2 separate regions of the Mus musculus genome follow, and region 2 is linked to region 1. The links are chromatin contacts, called in public HiChIP or PLAC-seq maps. All regions are on one chromosome and are shown on one strand. The core of a region is the stretch at or near the end of the contact, and the rest is flanking DNA. Distances in the headings are between cores, read along the strand shown.

The links. HiChIP or PLAC-seq counts read pairs in DNA pulled down with a chosen protein or histone mark.
Region 2: an H3K27ac HiChIP or PLAC-seq map of extraembryonic endoderm stem cells shows a contact between it and region 1. The contact joins two enhancer-like sites. A contact is called at or near these places in 3 of 115 datasets of contacts at active chromatin or transcription factors (embryonic basal ganglia, extraembryonic endoderm stem cells and large pre-B cells) and 1 of 9 other capture datasets (embryonic stem cells).

The regions. Positions count from the first base shown.
Region 1 is chr14:64,264,534-64,270,090 of GRCm38.p6, forward strand. All of the region lies in intron 3 of Msra (methionine sulfoxide reductase A), which reads right to left. Gm41176 (a long non-coding RNA gene) reads left to right here. Exons shown (of 5, transcript XR_001781294.2): 1 at 1-1,413. Among named protein-coding and RNA genes, the nearest start is that of Gm41176, 6.8 kb to the left of the region's middle. Within about 2 kb of position 1,253, at least 29 of the 459 cell types and tissues checked have an H3K27ac peak or open chromatin away from gene starts, as enhancers often do. A contact at or near this core is called in extraembryonic endoderm stem cells, where this site is marked.
Region 2 is chr14:64,523,448-64,528,760 of GRCm38.p6, forward strand. No RefSeq gene overlaps it. Among named protein-coding and RNA genes, the nearest start is that of Mir124a-1hg, 62 kb to the right of the region's middle. Within about 2 kb of position 1,559, at least 11 of the 459 cell types and tissues checked have an H3K27ac peak or open chromatin away from gene starts, as enhancers often do. A contact at or near this core is called in extraembryonic endoderm stem cells, where this site is marked.

The sequences.
Region 1 (5,557 bases), core at 3-2,502:
TCACAACTCCTGACTTGCTGGTAGTGACTGTCCCCTTCATCATTGTGACAGTATCATAGGTGATAAACACCAAGGTGCCAACCACTAATCTGTAAATTTCCTTTTCCATTCTCTCTATAATTAACTTGGGTTAAAATTTAATCACATTCATAAGGCAATGCATCCAATATGGATTGTTTCCTGTATTCCTCCAAAAGGAGACAGTTTCTAATAAATAGAAATGTGACGTCCTGACAGTCCCCCACACAATATCACATTGTCTTTTACAGGTGATTCCACATCTCTGTACATTATCTAGAAGCAAGAAACAGGGAGAACTTTATTTATTTGTTTTTTGAGACAGGGCCTCTTTATATAGTCCTGGCTGGCCTGAAACTCACTATGTAAACCAGGCTGGTCTCACATTCATAGAGACCATCAGCCTCTACCTCTTGAGTGCTAGGATTAAAGGCATGAGCCACCACAGCACGCTAATTTTTATATTAATTTTTGTTTATTCTTGAGAATCTTATAACGGATACAATGAAACATAACCACACCCACCTTCCATTTATTTCTCTTTCTAACTCTCCTAATCCGCCCCCCTCACACACACACACAACACAGCTCAAATCTCAAGGTCAAAATAACCAATCAAGTCTAGGACTTTATTTTATTCCTTGTAATAGAATGTGGGAATATAACTAAAACTTTAAAAGATGGGTATATAAAACAAAACAAATATTTCTAACGACATCATATTATGGAATGTACAGTTCCAGAAAACCAGCATCGCTTCCCTTCACTGACACAGTGCTATGAATCTACTTAATCTGCTCTGATGCTTTTTAACAAGGCCTCCAGGAAGCTGAGAAGACACTCTCCTCTAAAGTGGGAGTGAGCTGATTCCCATGCTTGCTGTCTCTAGGACCCATGCCCATCACCACCGTACTGACTCCATTAAGTACCCATCCCTGGTCTCCATACACTGTGTATGTCCTGTGACCAAAACCCTCACAGAATCAACAAAAAGCAATCCAGGAGTCATTGGTAATACAGTTGGTTTCGGTTTTGGTTTGGTTTTAAAGAGGCAGGTTTACAGCATAACATATTTCTGATTCTAAGTTCTGTTTCTTTAAGAAATGGAATTCCTTTAAACCTTTATCTTCCCAGTGAAGAGTCCACAAAGGACTAATCATACAATGGAACCATTTAAATGCCTCACTCTGCAGTGTGGTCTCTTTGAGCACAATTGTTTGGATAAATTCTCCTCTTGCCCATTATCTGAACACAACGTGTGGTGGCCAGTTGCATTTTGCGGTAACAATGTACCGGCATTGGCTAGCACTCCATTTTCAGCTGCCAATACAGGCACTGGAGAAGTATTCAGACCTGGAGACAAACGACAGCTGAAAACAGAGAGCCGGCCTGCAGGTGGGTTTCAGGGGATGTCTTATCTGCTCAGAGTCATTGTGTTCCAATCTGCATGTCTTCCAGAAGACTAAAAGTAAGGGTCCCAGGAGGTGGGAGAAGGTTACCGCTGTAAAACTGTGTCTCAGCAGCTAGAAGCTGAATTATCCTTGGATTCTAGGAAGGTAACATGAAACAACTCTCTTCTGTTGGTGAGCTCCGCTAGGTGTATAGAGATGGATGTGATGGCTCAGTGTAGTTTGTTTAAAAACACAGCATGAGCTGGGCATTGCACTGCACACTTGTAAAGGCTGCTTTTGTGTGTCAACTTGACACAAGCTGGAGTTATCACAGAGAAAGGAGCCTCCCTTGAGGAAATGCCTCCATGAAATCCAGCTGTAAGCCATTTTCTCAATTAGTGATCAAGGGTAAGAGGGCCCATTGTGTGTGGTGCCATCCCTGGGCTGGTAGTCCTGGGTTCTATAAGAAAGCAAGCTGAGTAAGGCAGGGGAACCAAGCCAGTAAGTAACATCCCTCCATGGTCTCTGCATCAGTTCCTGCCTCCAGGTTCCTGCCCTATGTGAGTTTCTGTCCTGGCTTCCTTTGGTGAGGAACAGCAATGTGGAAGTGTAAGCTGAATAAACCCTTTCCTCTACAACTTGTTTCTTGGTCATGATGTTTTGTGCAGGAATACAAACCCTAACTAAGACACCTGAAATATCAGCACTTGGAAGGGGGAAGCAAGAGGATTGACCGTTTGAGGCCAGCCAGAACTACAGAGTTCTGTCAAAATTAAAACAATGAAAGGGAGGAAAAGGGGAAGGAGAAAGAAGAGAAAAGGAAACTGCCATGTAGTCTTTCTTACAAGGAATACTGGGTCCCCACACTGTATTAGTATCCCGTGGTGGCAAAGAAGCACCTGAGATGTTCTCACTTCTGAGACCTGCATTACTGTCTTTTTCTTTTTCATGCAGAACTTGGTAGAGCACCTGCTTAACCTAGTAATGATAGTTTACTGAGAATTTAACTACATATCAGGCCCTTCTCTAAAGGATAAGGGGGGGAGGAGATAGATAGGTGATAGATTTGATAGATATAGATAGATAGATAGATAGATAGATAGATAGATAGATAGACAGACAGGCAGGCTAGAGTAATGATTCAGTTGGTAAAATGCTTGCCTTGCAAGCTGGAGAACCTAAATTTGACAACCCCTAAAACCCATGTACAAATGCCAGCCATGCTAGCTTGTGCTTGAAATCCCAGCTTTAGGACAGCAGAGACATGAAGGCCCCTGGGGCTCACTGGCCAGTTAGTCTAACCTAATTGATGAGCTCCAGGCCAATAAGAGACCCTGTCTCAATGGGTAGTGTGCTTGAAGCTAATACCCAACGTTGTCTTCTGACCTACACACACCTACACACATGAACATGCATGCACCTTCGACAAACACAGAAAGAACTAGAGTAAGGAAGGCAACCAACAGTGCTGTGAGCATGTGGATTGAGTGACTAGCATACTTTATGGAGGAGAGGGTGGGGCATCACAGGAAGCCAAGACTTACAAGTGGATAATGGCCAGACCCAGGAGTAAATTCTCTCCATATCTCCTCTACTCATTTTAGAAGTCGTGTTTTCAGCAATACACATTGCACTCAAATATCCTAAGAGTCAATAAAAGTGACTTCATGAAATGTGAATGAAGTGCCTCATTTTGTTTGAAAATGAATAAATGAATTGCTCATTGCAGTTCACAGGCATGCTGTCTTCTCCATGAGGCCATGGAGTCTTTTAACACGATGCTGCCGGTTCACCCTCGAAGCTATTCATTTGCTTGTTTAATGCATCCAGTGTTTATTACATGGCACTAAGGCTTTGAAGAGACTCCTACTCCAGCAGGAAAGAGCCACTGCAGTGTAGTAAATGCCATAAAGAAAGCCTGCCAGAGGAATGGGGTAGACGAGGGATGTGGGGTGTAGAGGTGGTTCCTGGAGGAGGGAAGACCAATCAATACTTGAAGCACTGAACAAGTCCAAGTCCATGCTTCTGAATGAATAGATGAGGAATGCCTGGCCCTTTGGTCTTAGTAGGAACACTGCACTGAATAGGCCACACTATTATACTCTTCTTCCTTGTTTGCGAGATAAGGCAGGCATACTAGGAGGCCCCACAGGACTCAGTCTAGGTCCCCTAGCAGGTGTTAGGGACTTTCAGGATGCAACCCTGATCCTCAGAGCCCAGTGTCCATTTCTATTGGTCTCTGTTGCTATGCAGAGCTGTGGCCATGAGCACAGGTCAGGTTGAACACTGAGCCCTTCCGTAATTCTCAGGAATGACTGAACTAGCTTCATCCCTGGAAAAGTGCAGCCTGCAGCCCGAGTCACACTCTGCTCACGGGCCAGTGCCCTGATGGAAGGACAAGCGAGAAAAAAGCAAAATCTAGTCATGTCTACACTGCCTAGTTGTCTCTCTCCAAATTAACTCTGTCCGTGAGCTGCTGGCAGGGTGTGCTTCCCATCGTTTAGGACAGCCATCCAGAAACATAATTACGTGATTAAGTGCTGTGTCCTCCCAGGAAGTGTCAGGAGCCATGATTACCCTACCAGGGAGGGGGTGGGGTAAACAATACGCAATCAGGCTGTGGACAAGGTTTCCCACTGCAGCCCAGGACCATGCTGGTATTCATCAAAGGTGGAAGAGACATGCTTCATATTTCATATTAAGAAAGACAACAAACTATAATCAGGAATATAATCAAGGATGGAATAAAATGCTGATTGCCCTTAATGACCTTATTATTCTATCACTGAATGTGTTATAAAAAAAGAACTGGGCCATGTATTTCCATGGTTCTCTGAGTGGTATACATGTATGACGTATGTACGGTTGACTGTGGTAGTCTGGGATACAAGTCGCTCACTTCTGTCTGTACATAATGAGAACAAATGGAAAGGCTAGGGAATAGAGAGAGTGTGAAGTCAGGGAAACTGTCTATGATCCACTAAGAAAACAGCAGAGTATTAGCAAATAAATGAAGGGGGGAGAAAGCCAAGTGTACAAGCCAGTGTCAGACCAATACAAGTGAGCAAGACATACAAGATAATACTTCAGTAGTTTGGAAATAAAAAGCCTCCTTTGAAGGACTGAAAACCACATCTCTAGAGCCACTCTGGTCTTCTTCTGGTAGGAAGATCTATAGATCAAAAACGCACAGAGAAAGACACTCCAGATCACAGCAGTCGAGAGTTGTAAAGCAAAACAAGGAGACACTACTATGTGTCTAACAACAAGCCAAAATCCAGAACATAACAAGGAGTCACTCAGTGGTCACAAAAGTCGTGGGGCTGGACATAAATAGAGATACAGGACATTCTACAACAGGGGCACTATGTGTTATGGCATTTCAATGGTAAATAATTCTCTTATATGCTGGTCAAAGCTCATAGATTGCAGACACCCACCACACACACATATACACAAGAGTGTCCCTGATGTAAACCAGGGACAGTAACTAATAGTAACATACTGGTGTTATTCCATCAGTGAAAACAAGTTTCCACAACAGTGCCAAGTGTTAGCAGGGAATAAGTGTGCAAGTGTCGGGAGGGGTTGGGTATCATGGGAAATCTATTCAACCACTTTGTGCTTCATTTCCCTGCAAACCCATGTGTGCTCTGAAAACTTGTTAGTTAAAGTATGGACACCTTCTTGAAGGCAGAAACTGGCCCCTCCATGTCACCACAATACCTGATGAATACACGGCTAATCTTTAAAAGCATCTGTACCTGTCCTAAATGGACATTAAGGATGCTGAGTGGGCAGTAATTTAGAGACATGCCCTTTCAGAGCCACCATTCATAGCTCAGGCACAGTGGGGACATACTTTGACTTGACAAGTGCGATTCTTCATCCGAAGGAGCTTTTACTCTGTGGTAACTGGTCCAAATCACAGAGTGAACCTTCTGTATCCCAAGCCTGCCTGCACACAACTCTCAGCCCTGCCATGTCTTTGGAAGGAGCTTACACTATGGCACAACCATTTGTCACTGTCATTTATTTTCAGTCCACACTGGGAGATGAACCTCATACCTCATCTGTATGCGCCCCTTTGGCATGTGGTACAGACTCAAAGCAGGCAGGGCCCCCAGACCTGGAGCTTCTCTTTATCA
Region 2 (5,313 bases), core at 309-2,808, 260 kb after region 1:
CACGGCAAGGAGCAGGTGGCAGAGCAATGCTGCTCACCCCGTGGTGGCCCAGAAGTAGAGTAAGGAAAAAGGCCAGGGTCCCAATGTCCTCTTCCAGAGCATGCCCCCAGTTTCCTCCCACTGGGCCCCACCTTCCTTTAGGTTCCACTGAATCCTGATAGCGCTACAGGCTGGAGAGCCAACCAACCATCAGCATCCATGCCTTTGGAGGACATTTCCAAACCTTAACACCTCATGAAAGATTCACAGGGAAATGACCTGGAATGTTCCAATTCATTGGTGCTAGAATAGAGCTAAAGGAAAGGGCTCACCTGAAAGGATCTAAAGAGCCAGTAGTGACTACAGAATCTTACAGCCATGTTGCTTTCACAAAGTCAAACCCCGAAGCGATTAACTAAAAATGAGAGCTAGCTCAGACTCCATGGGAATTTGCCTAGAATTACCTATCTTCTCATTCCTCAGTCCTGAAGAGATGGCTCCTTGGTTAAATGTCTACCGAGCAGGCACGAGGACTAGAGTTCAGAGCCCTCTAAACCCATGTCTATGCCATATAAATGTGGTGATCCACCTTTAATTACAGCCCCAAAAGATTCTACCAGAGATCCCCAGAGCAAATTAACAAACTAGCCATATCAGTAGTTCATAGGTTTAATTGAGCTCAAGGTTCTAAATGAATAAGGCTGAAGAATAGTCACTGAGGTTGGTTTCTGACATCAACCTTCCTCTGTCTCCACATCCTTGTGAACACACATTCACACACACACACACACACACACACACACACTTATGGATGTGCTCAGACACATACAAAAACATGTATTAAACACTGTATTCACATATACCCATACGTAGGTGCACACACTATTCAAAACATTCATTCTAGCACACATGCACACCATGCCAAAAAAAAATTGTAAAACTAAGAAAGAAAAGAAAAGAAAAAAATCAAGTCTCAGAACACATGGCAGCCTGGCAGGCATACCAGTTTCCAGGAGATGTTGCAAGGGAGCATGTCTGTCACAAAGTGTCCCTGACAAGGGCACATGTTAGCAGTGCAACTGCTCTGCCCGAGGGCCGATAAACAGATGTTGTGAGGAAAGACTTAGACAAGTCAGAAGACTAATCGATCTATAAACACTAAGGGATGCCTCTCAAAGAGAACCCTGCCAGCCCCCAGCTGGCTGCAGACGTTCTCAGACCCTGCTTCAGGCTGCTCTGCCTGAGCCTCACAAATGATTCCCACCTTGTTCCAAATAGTCCCCAAGTAGTAACCCACCTAACTCCCTTCGCAGCCATGTGTCTAACTTTTCTCCTCACGCTCGCCACCCCCCCCCCCTTCTCCTGCTTTCTTTCCTATGCTGAGCAGAGCAAAGCCACTTGAGGGACTGAGTTCTCGCACTGTATGGCTTCCCATTCTTAGGCTGAACGTTCTGAAATCTTCAGAGTTGTCAAGAAAGAGCTGGGGATGGGGGAGGGGTGACGACTCCGGCTGTAGCGTGCTTGTCTGAGAGCATAAGAACCTGTGCCTGACCAGCAAAACCCACATAAAAAAGCAGGGCAGACACAGCACCAGATGGGAGAGATGGGGATCCCTGAAGATTGCTGGCCAGCCAGTCTGACCAAACTGGTGGGCTACAGGCTCAATATTTTGATGCTGTCTCAAAAAGTAAGATAGGAAATGAGTGAGGAAGATAACACACACACACACACCACTGGTTTGCGCTGCACATATATCCACACACCAACAAGCTGAGGGAAAACATATCCGATGATAGAATATAAGCAGTACACTGAAACTGAAGGACCAGCTCCGTGTGGAATCAGAGCGATGAGCTAACACAGAGACACATAAATACACCAGGCTAAGTCCATTTTCCGTAAGGCCAATGCTCGGGACTCCAGTGTTCTCTGCAGAGGTTGGAAAAGTCCACCTGGCTCTCCGATCAGTCTGCAAGATCCTCTTAACCAATTAAGACCACACACCCCCAGCCCAAAGATAAAATTTAGATTGCGCACCATGCTGAGTATGGTGACAAAGTCCTACACTCTCCCACTCATGCCTGGGACATGAATCGCCCTTTGTCTAGGGAATAGAGTACACTGTCCTTTATTACTTAGTACTATCTTGGTTATCAGATCAATTGTCTAGTTTCTCAGTACTTGTGTTTAAATGACCCTTCTCTTACTCAATGATAACCCTAAAGTGCAGGGGTCATACTGCTGGCATTTGCTACGGTGCGTTGTTATAATTAATTTATTTTAAATTCGATCCTATGTCTGCTAAGGAAAAAAAAATGTAATCTCTGTAGCCTATGACACTAGTTAAAGTCTCATGCACCCACTGTGGATCTTGGAATGTATCTCACACAGAGCAGAGAGGAATTCCTGTGTAGGGCTAACTTAAACAACAACAGGAAATCCAAGGCAGGGCTCTCAGGGTAACTTCCAATCTTTCCTCATTGAGGAATGGGTAGAAAGCCTTAATCAGATGTGACAAAGCACAGCCTTTGTCTGGTCCTGGACAGTTCATTTTCTTCTCTCTGCCAGTCTCGCAGTTCCAGGCTGTGTTCTTGTTCTGGGCCATTCTGTGCTGGAATGGTTGCTTCCTGATGTCAGCGTGATTAGTATTAATTTCAGAAAATATCTTGTCTCTTTTTGTCAGCTTTTTAAAAAACCGTCTTCACCTGGTATACTTAAAGAAGAGCAAGTGCCTGCTTTTCTGCTTGGTCGCTCATTGTGAATCATGTCAGGACTGGTCATTTTTTTTTCCTCCATGATATTCACATTCGCATCCCCCCGCCCTCCTCTGTCCCTGCCTCCCTCCACTTTGTAATACTGTGTTCCCCAGAGAACTAAAAGCAGACTGGGAATTTACAATTTTGCTGCTTTTGCCAGGAAGTGATTTTCAAATCCAAAGAGAAATGGCTTCCCTCCCCACGCTGCAGACACACTACCACTCTGAAGCCTTTGACACACCCCATTTGCTGACAGCAGCCCCGAGACTGAAGGCTTGACCAGTTCACATCCCCCATCATGTTAGAATGTACTTGTCAGATTTTCTCCTGCTCTCCTCGAACCCTGACCCTGGTAAAACTGTGTAATTACATCAAAAACTAAATTAAGACCAGGAACATTTCAAGGACACATGATCTTAGATCATGGATTATTTTTTTTCCTGCCTCAAATGGTCCTTTGCCATTCTAGGGGTTGGTGGAGAATCTATGCCAACAGAACAGTCTTCCCTGACTCTGTCTACATATCTACATGTGACACCTAGAGATGAACAACCTGACAGGTGTCCTATGTGGCATGCCTGGACTCTGGATCATAAGAACAGGACAGTCCCACATCCAAGTCTTAAACAGTTGTCTGTGTGAGTAAACAGGCAGAATTTGTTCTTGTCTAAAGCAGAGGGCTTCTGGGTATCTTTTTCTTGCTGCTGTAATTCTAATTCTCTTCTCCTACCCATTTCCCATAATTCTCCTCTATCTCCTCACATAGAATAGCTAATATGTGAGCAGTGAGGATTAAGGAGAAAATTGGACTGCAGGCAATGTTCCAGTGACCTTTAAAAAAAAAAACAGAATTAAGTTTTTCTTTAATGCACATCGGTTTTTTCTTTAAGATGTTTTTATTTGTTTTATGTATGTGAGCACACTGTTACTGTCTTCAGACACACCAGAGAGAGCATCAGATCCTATTATAGATGATTGTGAGCCATCATGTGGTTACTGGGACTTGAACTCAGGACCTCTGGAAGAGCAGTGCTTTTAAACAATGAGCCATCTCTCCAACCTCCCACACAACATTTTTTAAACATGGGAGATCACTTGTCACATTCAGAGGAATTTGACCAGAGTGAGGCCATTGTCCATCAGCACCTTCATCTCACACACACACACACACACACACAGAGGACACTAACACAACAGACCCCTTCAATTCGCCTTCCTGCCTTGCCATGACCTTTCTCAGAAGTTCTGGTTCTAATGTTCCCACTGAGGACCAATGACAAGTGACTTCATTCCCTCAACTGCAGGTAATGGGATCAAGGATGGCCACTTGACCCAAGCGAGGCCAATCAATGCTGTCTTCTAAGACATAAACATTGAAACCAAAATTATTGCTAGCGTCCTTCAGTATCTTTCAGTATCTCTCTTCTCCTGTTTTTTGTTTGTTTGTTTGTTTGTTTTGGTTTTTTTTTTTTTCGATACAGTGTTTCTCTGTATAGCCCTGGCTGTCCTGGGACTCACTTTGTAGACCAGGCTGGCCTCAAACTCAGAAATTCACCTACCTCTGCCTCCCAAGTGCTGGAATTAAAGAAGTGCACCACCACCACATGGCTCTCTTCTCCTCTTAAGTCAACCCAAATGATGTTGCTTCTCAATGTGGTTTACAAATTGGAAACTCAATTCCCAGTGTTGGGTCATGAGACTCCTAACAAGCGATTAGGGAGTGGAGGCCCTGCCTTCACTGATGGATGAGTGTTGCTGTCACCAGAGGTATTAATGGGCATGTAAGTGGGCCCCTTCCATCTCTTTTACACGCACCCTCTGCTTTCTGCGATGGATGCTGTAGCAACCATGGGATGGTTAAGATACTTAACCAGATACAGGCCCTTTGATCTTGGACTTTGTCTTTAGAGCTATGATAAATAAATCTGTGCTCTTTATGAATCGCTTAGTCTCAGATGGTCCCTGCTATAGCAGCACAAAGCAGACTAAAACAAATGGGTTCTGTTCCTTCAAAACAAGGATCTTTGAGATAACGCCGCTCACCTTAGCCACTCGCTCACGGCTAGGGCTTGAATTCAAGATGTCGCTCATAGACTTCGGCTTTGAATACTTTGGTTCCCAGCCTGTAGTGCTATTTTGAAGGCCATGGAATCTTTAGGAAGTGGAAGCAGGCTAGCAGAAGTAGGTCACAAAGGGAGGGTTTTCAAAGATTATAATCATGCCTGGTTCCGCCCTGTATTCTCTGCTTCCTAGTCCATGCCATGTAAAGAAAAACCAACTGACAGCCCCCACTGCTACGCCCTCCCTGCCGTGAAGGATTGAAAGCGGGAGCCAGAATAAACCTCTCCTCCCTTCAGCTGCTCCTGTTAGTTTTGTGTCACAGCACAAGACTAACATACCCACAGCTGGTACTGTCATCCCTGTATCCTAAGTTACAATGGAAGCCATTCACGGATATCAAGGAACCCAGAGTCACTTATCCTATAGAGAGCAGCTCCAGATCCCAAAAGTATATCATACTAACTTGCAGTGGCATTTGTTAGCAGTGTAGTGTGCTGGCCAATGTCTCTCAACCAGC